Linked DNA regions of Ovis aries: region 1 is linked to region 2. The links are chromatin contacts, called in public Hi-C maps. All regions are on one chromosome and are shown on one strand. Each heading gives the region's core, a stretch centred on a gene start, on an enhancer-like site or on the middle of the called end of the contact. The rest is flanking DNA. Distances are from core to core; before and after follow the strand shown.

Region 1 (3,187 bases), core at 450-2,949, 230 kb after region 2:
TTGCCCAACAAGTCAAGGTTGGTGTGAGTCATCTAAATCAAGGGCAACGGCCTTCATCATTAGCCTCTTCCGTCACTTATTTGCTCAACAAGGAACCATTGAGCAACTGTTGCACGGTGGTGGCCCGGACAGCCTCTGAGTGTTTGATAACTTGGGGTGGCTATCAATTCACATCACCTGGAGCACTTTGACCTCTCATTCTGAAACTGGGTGGGAAAACGATCTGGCCTTACTTTGACATTGTTGGACAAGCGTCTGATCATTCCTGAGAAAAGACAGCTTCCAGTGACATAGCCATGTTACCAACTGCTCAGTGGAACTAAACAGTGAAAGTGAGCAAAGTTAGGGACACAGGCTTCACCTGGCAGCCCACCACTGGCACTGAACAATTTCTTCACTGGTGTTTTAGAGAGAAGTCAGGGGTCCTCGGTTCTTCTTCTATTTTTGTATCTAGCTTAAGCATTCTTTGACCTCCGGTCTCGATGCAGCATTGCCAAGCACCAGAGCATGGACAACAATGCCTGATGCTCAAACACACTCCTTCTCTCCTGCTCCCTCCATTCGTCCCCATTCTCTTCCAAAACCCACTGTATGTGATCCCTTACTAAGGTCACAGCATCAAAACAGTGACTGGGATTCAGATAAAGCTGCAGAAAGTCACTAATCAGTTTTATCTATCGAGTAAGTAAACACCACTGAGAAAACCGAGAGCCTTGGTCCACTCTTCTGGATCTGAAATGAGGTCCTGAACCCGTAAACACACAAATGGAGAAAGTGCTTCTGTGTCTCACGGCTCCATCTGTCCAAGAGCCAGGACGTTCGATCACACACGTGTTTTCACAGGCCCCTGGCTTTCTCCTCTCATCCTTCTTTTGGCTGCCTCTCACGCCGTTTCTGGCAAACAACACGTTGGAGAGGCCTGGATAAGTTTCCATCCAGTCACTCCCCTTGGTTAATTATTAACAGCTCTGGCGAAAGTTGCTGGTGGAGCCGCTGGAAACAACTATTTGGAAAGAGCTTTTTCATTTAACCGTAGAGCTCATTCTTCTGGGGATTTCCAAAATCATGTGCTTCTTAGCTGAGGTAACACAGGCAAAGGTAAAACATCCAGCTAAGAAATGATGTCAAGTCCCTCTTCTGGGACTAATTAGCTGAGTAATCCCGGCCTAAGGAGGAAAGGTAGCTCACAAGGTGACACATTAGGAACGCAGACCGTGCTCTCTCATTAAAGGCCCATAACAACCCATCACCTACAGTGTTCACCTATTAGTATCTCCATTTACAAAGTTAGAGACACCGACCCAAGGTCCCAAAACTTTGCGTTAAAGCATACAGCCCCATGCATTTAATTTACCCGAGTGTCAGTTTCCTCGCCTAAGTAAGGCAAGATGGTTGAAGTGGTTGCTCTAATAATAAAGTCCTTCTAACTCTGTAAGCCCAGCAGGCAACGGACAATTTCTCTCTTAAAATTTCCACATACCTTCTCCCCTCTCAGCCTTAATTTCCTAGTAAGTTTTGTGGGCAAGTTAACAAAATGGTATTCCAAGCATAAGGATGCTAAAGCAGCCAATTCACCCACTAGTCGTCAATAGATCTCGGCCCCTTTTGCTCCTGAAGCTATTGCTTCACCCTTGTTTACATTGCTCAGTTCTGTCAGTTTAGAGCACATTAAAAAGCAGAACTGGGCTGGCTGGTTTACGTTGGTGGTGAACTTTGTGCCTCAACTGTATCGTAACCCCAGAGTTTACTCAACCCCACCTGGCAGCTCGGCTCCTTGAGATAAAGCAGGTTTTCTCTGGGGGAAACCAGTAGGGGTTTATCTTTTTCCTCTACTGCCGGCAGACAGCTGGTTGGGCATCTAAGAGACGATCACCTACCAGTGGAGGGTAATAAAACACACGTGCACACGCGCACGTACACACAAAACCAAACAGACAACAGAAAAAAAAAAAGATAAAAGAAATCTTTTACATCAGAGGAATGAAAATGAATACCTTGTTTGGGTAGCCTTGTTTCAGACCAAAGCAAGGTCTTCTTTTGGGAAACCATACTTTCTGTGTGTGTGTGTCTGTCTGTCTGTCTGCACGCAGATGCATGCGTGTGCTTTAGAATTATGTGAATGCCTGCATGGGACGGAGATGGGGAATTGTGAGTGAAAGAACAGCTAGCAAGAATCTAAAAGCAGTTCTTACTTGCTGAAGTACTATATGGTTTGGATCAATTTCTCATACTTGAAATGGAAAATTTCATTCCATTCATCTTTTCCAAAACCATACACAGTCGTTCCCTTGGAGAAAGTTACACTGCTAGTAACAAAGCAATATGCAATCTTATTTAGGAGAACATAAACACAAGACAGGTGGAAAAGAACAGCCTTTGCACTGGTGAGTTGTGACGGTGAGCAACAGGCAACGTTCACGCACAGCCCCGAAACTTCCGTATCGAAGTTCGGTACAGAAGAAGAAAATGGATTTTTCCACCTCCAGTCAATCCAAGTGTTATAAGCTGAATGGTTCTCTCCCAAAGATGTTGAGGTCCTAACCTCCAATACCTGTGAATGTAACCTTATTTGGAAACATGGGGCCGCAGATGATCACGTTAAGGTGAGGTCATGAGGTGGGGCCCTACTCCAATATGACTGTGCCCTCGTGAAAGAGGAGAAATGTGGATACAGAGACAAGGCGGCCCACAGGGCGACAGTTATGTGACTATGAAGGCAGAATTCAGGATGAAGCATGCCTAAGCCCAGGAAGACTATATATGACCAGCAAATCCTCAGAAACCAGGAGGCAGGAGGGGAACAGATTCTCTCACACAGCCTTTGCTGCTGTTGTTGTTTAGTTGCTAAATCATGTCCAACTCTGCGACCCCATGGACTGTGGCCCGCCAGGCTCTTCTGTCCATGGGATTTATTAGGCAAGAATACTGGAGTAAGTTGTCATTTCCTTCTCCAGGGGATCTTCCCAACCCGAGGATCAAACCAGCATCTCCTGCATTGGCAGGCAGATTCTTTACTCAGCCACCGGAGAAGCCCCACCGCTCTTAGAAGAAGTCAACCCTGTTGGCACCTTCAGCTTGGACTCTAGTCTCCAGGTCTGTTGTTTAAACCAACTACTCTCTTATGGCAGTCCTAGCAAATAAATACACTTGGATTTTCTCAAGGTCACCTCCTGCAACCACACATCTT
Region 2 (3,431 bases), core at 331-2,830:
GAAGAGAGGCCAATGGTCCTTCTCTTTGGTTTCCAGACTCATGTATTCTACCTATTGGGTCAACATAAATCAGTTATTTGTTCAGTCTATATCCCACTCTCTGCAAAGTGTTGACCCTGAGCACCACAGCAGCATTTTCTACACCTATCCTTTCAGCCTCACATTCCATTGTTTATCGAGAGTGATGCATTTTGCTTCCTAACCTTTTCTCACACTTGAACCCAGTACTACTGCCTGATTTCAGGTCATTATCACCTACCTGAATTTTGCACTGCTTCCTAGGTGGTGCTTTTCCATCTTGTCTCATCTATTTTCAGTGGTGGCAATCGTAATCCAAATGAAATACCCTCACTTCCAACTTACTTCCAGATCTTCATTTGTCATCCTTCCAATCCCTATTGACGTTTCACTGAATTACTCATTATCCCACCCACAGATTCAGCTGGCTCTTCAAGCTTGACCGCTGGCATTGCTTTCTGCTTACTCTGGATGCGTTCGTTTGCTGTGTTTCGAAACCTCCCTCTGTCTACACTGTCTCACGTTATCCTGGTCTGGTCTATCCTGGACAAGGACCATAAGTCTGGACTAGAGTAGGGTGGACTGTTCTCTTGCCATGTGTGCCCTCGCCTGCCAGGAGGGATCTAGACACTTCTTGCCACTGAAGTAAGTGGCTGTTCCTTTATGCCAGGGATGTTTTGTACATGCCATCCCCTACATCGAAATGTCCTTCCCTTCTTCCTACTAGCAGGATCACTATTCAAGAATCAGTTCATATATTACTTTCTATAGTAAGCCTCCCATAGGTGTAATAAAAAATATTCAGCCAGTTCTGTAATTGACACTTAGCAGAAATAGGATACTTGTCACATTAATAATAATAACGCAAAAATAACACAAAAGCACACTGGTTATTAAATGCTTACTACAGGCTGTTCTCTGTGTTCGTCACAGGTGTTGCACTGGCCTGTGTGACTCAGTCAGCATCCAAACTGTGGGCTTCCTAAGCAGAATCTGTTCTCTTCCCGTTCAGTGTCTAACATATAGTCTAATTCAAGGCGTCATGATTGGTGTTCATAAACAATTTCTGAACTGAATTAAATTAAATCATTGGGACACATTCAGTGTACCATCCCTTTTTCTACATGGATCACAAAACAGTAATTCTTTCATATTATGTCACTTAACACATTACAATTTCAAACTTAATTCTTGCCTAAGAGTCTTTCTTCCGAACACTGGCTTCAATATTGCATAAGTTTTGTTTGCCCTGATGGCAGGGTTTTGTCTCCACAATAACAGCTTCCAGGACAGCAGAAAGGACTTTAAAACTTGTTATTCCAGTAGAGACTGGTGGAGGTGAAGACAGAGGAGAGCAGGAAAAAGTCCCATCGTGTTTGGCACATGGAGTGTTTGCTGTACTTTCTGCAGTGTGTGCCAGTGCCTCTGTTTAACTGAGTTAAGGATTAACATATTGAACAAGCAAAGAATTGCTCAACCTCCTGGGTACATGGGTCTTGTTCCGTGTGTGACAGGTAAGCCTATTATTTGAGCATGAACTGTACCTGCTGGGAAGTCTCTGTATGTCCTGTGCATGAAGTCTTTGCTGCTCACCCAGAGTGAAAACATTTAGTAGTCTGCTCATGGGAATCAGAGTCTGCCTTGCCTCCAGGCATAGAAGCCTGAAACAAATTAAGTTTCCATCTCTCCCCTGGCTATTTGGGTTTGAGCAATCTTGAAAGCAGCCTAGTAAACAGGCTGACAAGACTCCACTTGAGTTGCAACCCTATTTATAATCTAAAGCCAAGGACTTTGTGGAATCCCAGACCAGGCTGGGGCACGTTAGATGGGTAATAAAGAATCAAAGAACTGCAATTTAGAGGTAGGGGTTGGGCACAACAGTGCTGTTGAATGAAAACGGATGCAATTGTCAACATGTCTCCCTGTGAGAAGGAGGTCAGAAAACTGCCGAGTGATCAGAAAGTGATCTGTGTCAGAGCAGAGTGGCCAAGGGCTTATGCCAATGAAAGATCTAAGCCAATGTGGAAAGCACGTTTTTAACAAGTAAGTAGTGCTATTTAAGGAGACCAATTGCAAAAGCAGTCTCATTGCCAATGGGAGAGGGCTCGTCAATCATACAACACATATTTGCCACCCGGCCTTGGAGCTGACACTATTACATGCTATGCAATGGTAAGCAACAACCCCTGTCCTGGGGCACCAAAATTTTTAAATAGGACACTAACAACAACAAAAGGAACATAAAGAGATTTTTTTTAAACCTACAATTTGTAATAAAGGCCTGAAAGAAACAAGCAAACAGAAGGTGCTGTTCTGCTTCTATTCATAGGGTCACTTGGGTAAAGTATACAAAGATATTCAGATCTATCTCTGTGCATGCCCTCCCCACAAAAAAACTCCTAATACACATACACCACAGCCTAATCCTCATGACATGTCATGTACAGTCTGCTCCAGCTATACGTTTTGACTGTTCTGGACATTTAATCATTCAACATGGGAGACCAGAGAGTCTGAATTTTATTTATGAAGAATACAACTCCCTATTGAGATATAGCTGTAAGCTTAGAGTTCAGAGGTTTAAATTGTTCAGATAAAGTTGATATAAATCACAGAAAGTAAATGACTGACCAGTTTTTCCATTTCATTCAGTCCAGGTAGCCATGGATCCTGATTGCTTAATATAGGTAATAGTTATAATATTAGCTTTACACAGATTGCAGTCACTTCTTAAAAGGACGAAAGAAAAAAATAGAGATGGAGAAAAAAAGAATGGCATGCTGCAGTTCATGGGGTAGCAAAGAATCAGACACGACTGAGTGACTGAACTGAACTGAACTGAATGAAACTGACACGAGGTTGTAAGAAACAAAATCATCATTAAAAGATAAAAACCGAATAATATCACATAGCAGACTCAATCCTTACTGACAGAATGCTCTAGATATTATTTTAATGAAATGTCATTTCTCTGAGGGACCATTCCTGCCCATCCTCTTATTCCAAACAAAATCCTAATAGAATCTGGATTTAGAAGTGCCTGGATTTTCAAGTACCTACCTGTGTGCTGCACATTCTGTGATTGTTCATAATGACATGAGATTGTAAGTCTTCCAAAAATGAATATCCATTCAATTGCTGTTTACATGTATTATAAGTATATACAATCAGATTCCTTCTGCCTTTTATTTCTTCAACTGGAAAAATTAAAAATTAAACATGAAATCAGCAATAGCTTTAAAAATGTTTTTGTTCTCATGCTTTATTTTTAAACAAACCTGTGTTATACAGATTTGAATTAATTCATGAGTCATGATACACTATCAACACTGATCCATGCATGACCCTCTTTTATTTTACTTAGTTCATTCATTCATTCATTCAACAAATAATAAATATTTGTGAACTCAACA

Evidence for each region. A called contact is a pair of places that touch in the nucleus more often than the background predicts.
Region 1: a Hi-C map of liver shows a contact between it and region 2, with 7 times the contacts expected there. The contact joins two enhancer-like sites. A contact is called at or near these places in 3 of 16 Hi-C or Micro-C datasets (liver, mixed tissues and retroperitoneal adipose tissue).

What each region holds. Positions count from the first base shown.
Region 1 is chr3:128,468,887-128,472,073 of ARS-UI_Ramb_v3.0, forward strand. LOC121819090 (a long non-coding RNA gene) reads right to left here. Exons shown (of 5, transcript XR_009600206.1): 4 at 1-3,187. Among named protein-coding and RNA genes, the nearest start is that of BTG1, 68 kb to the right of the region's middle. Within about 2 kb of position 1,700, at least 19 of the 54 cell types and tissues checked have an H3K27ac peak or open chromatin away from gene starts, as enhancers often do. A contact at or near this core is called in liver, where this site is marked.
Region 2 is chr3:128,235,666-128,239,096 of ARS-UI_Ramb_v3.0, forward strand. No RefSeq gene overlaps it. Among named protein-coding and RNA genes, the nearest start is that of BTG1, 300 kb to the right of the region's middle. Within about 2 kb of position 1,581, at least 25 of the 54 cell types and tissues checked have an H3K27ac peak or open chromatin away from gene starts, as enhancers often do. A contact at or near this core is called in liver, where this site is marked.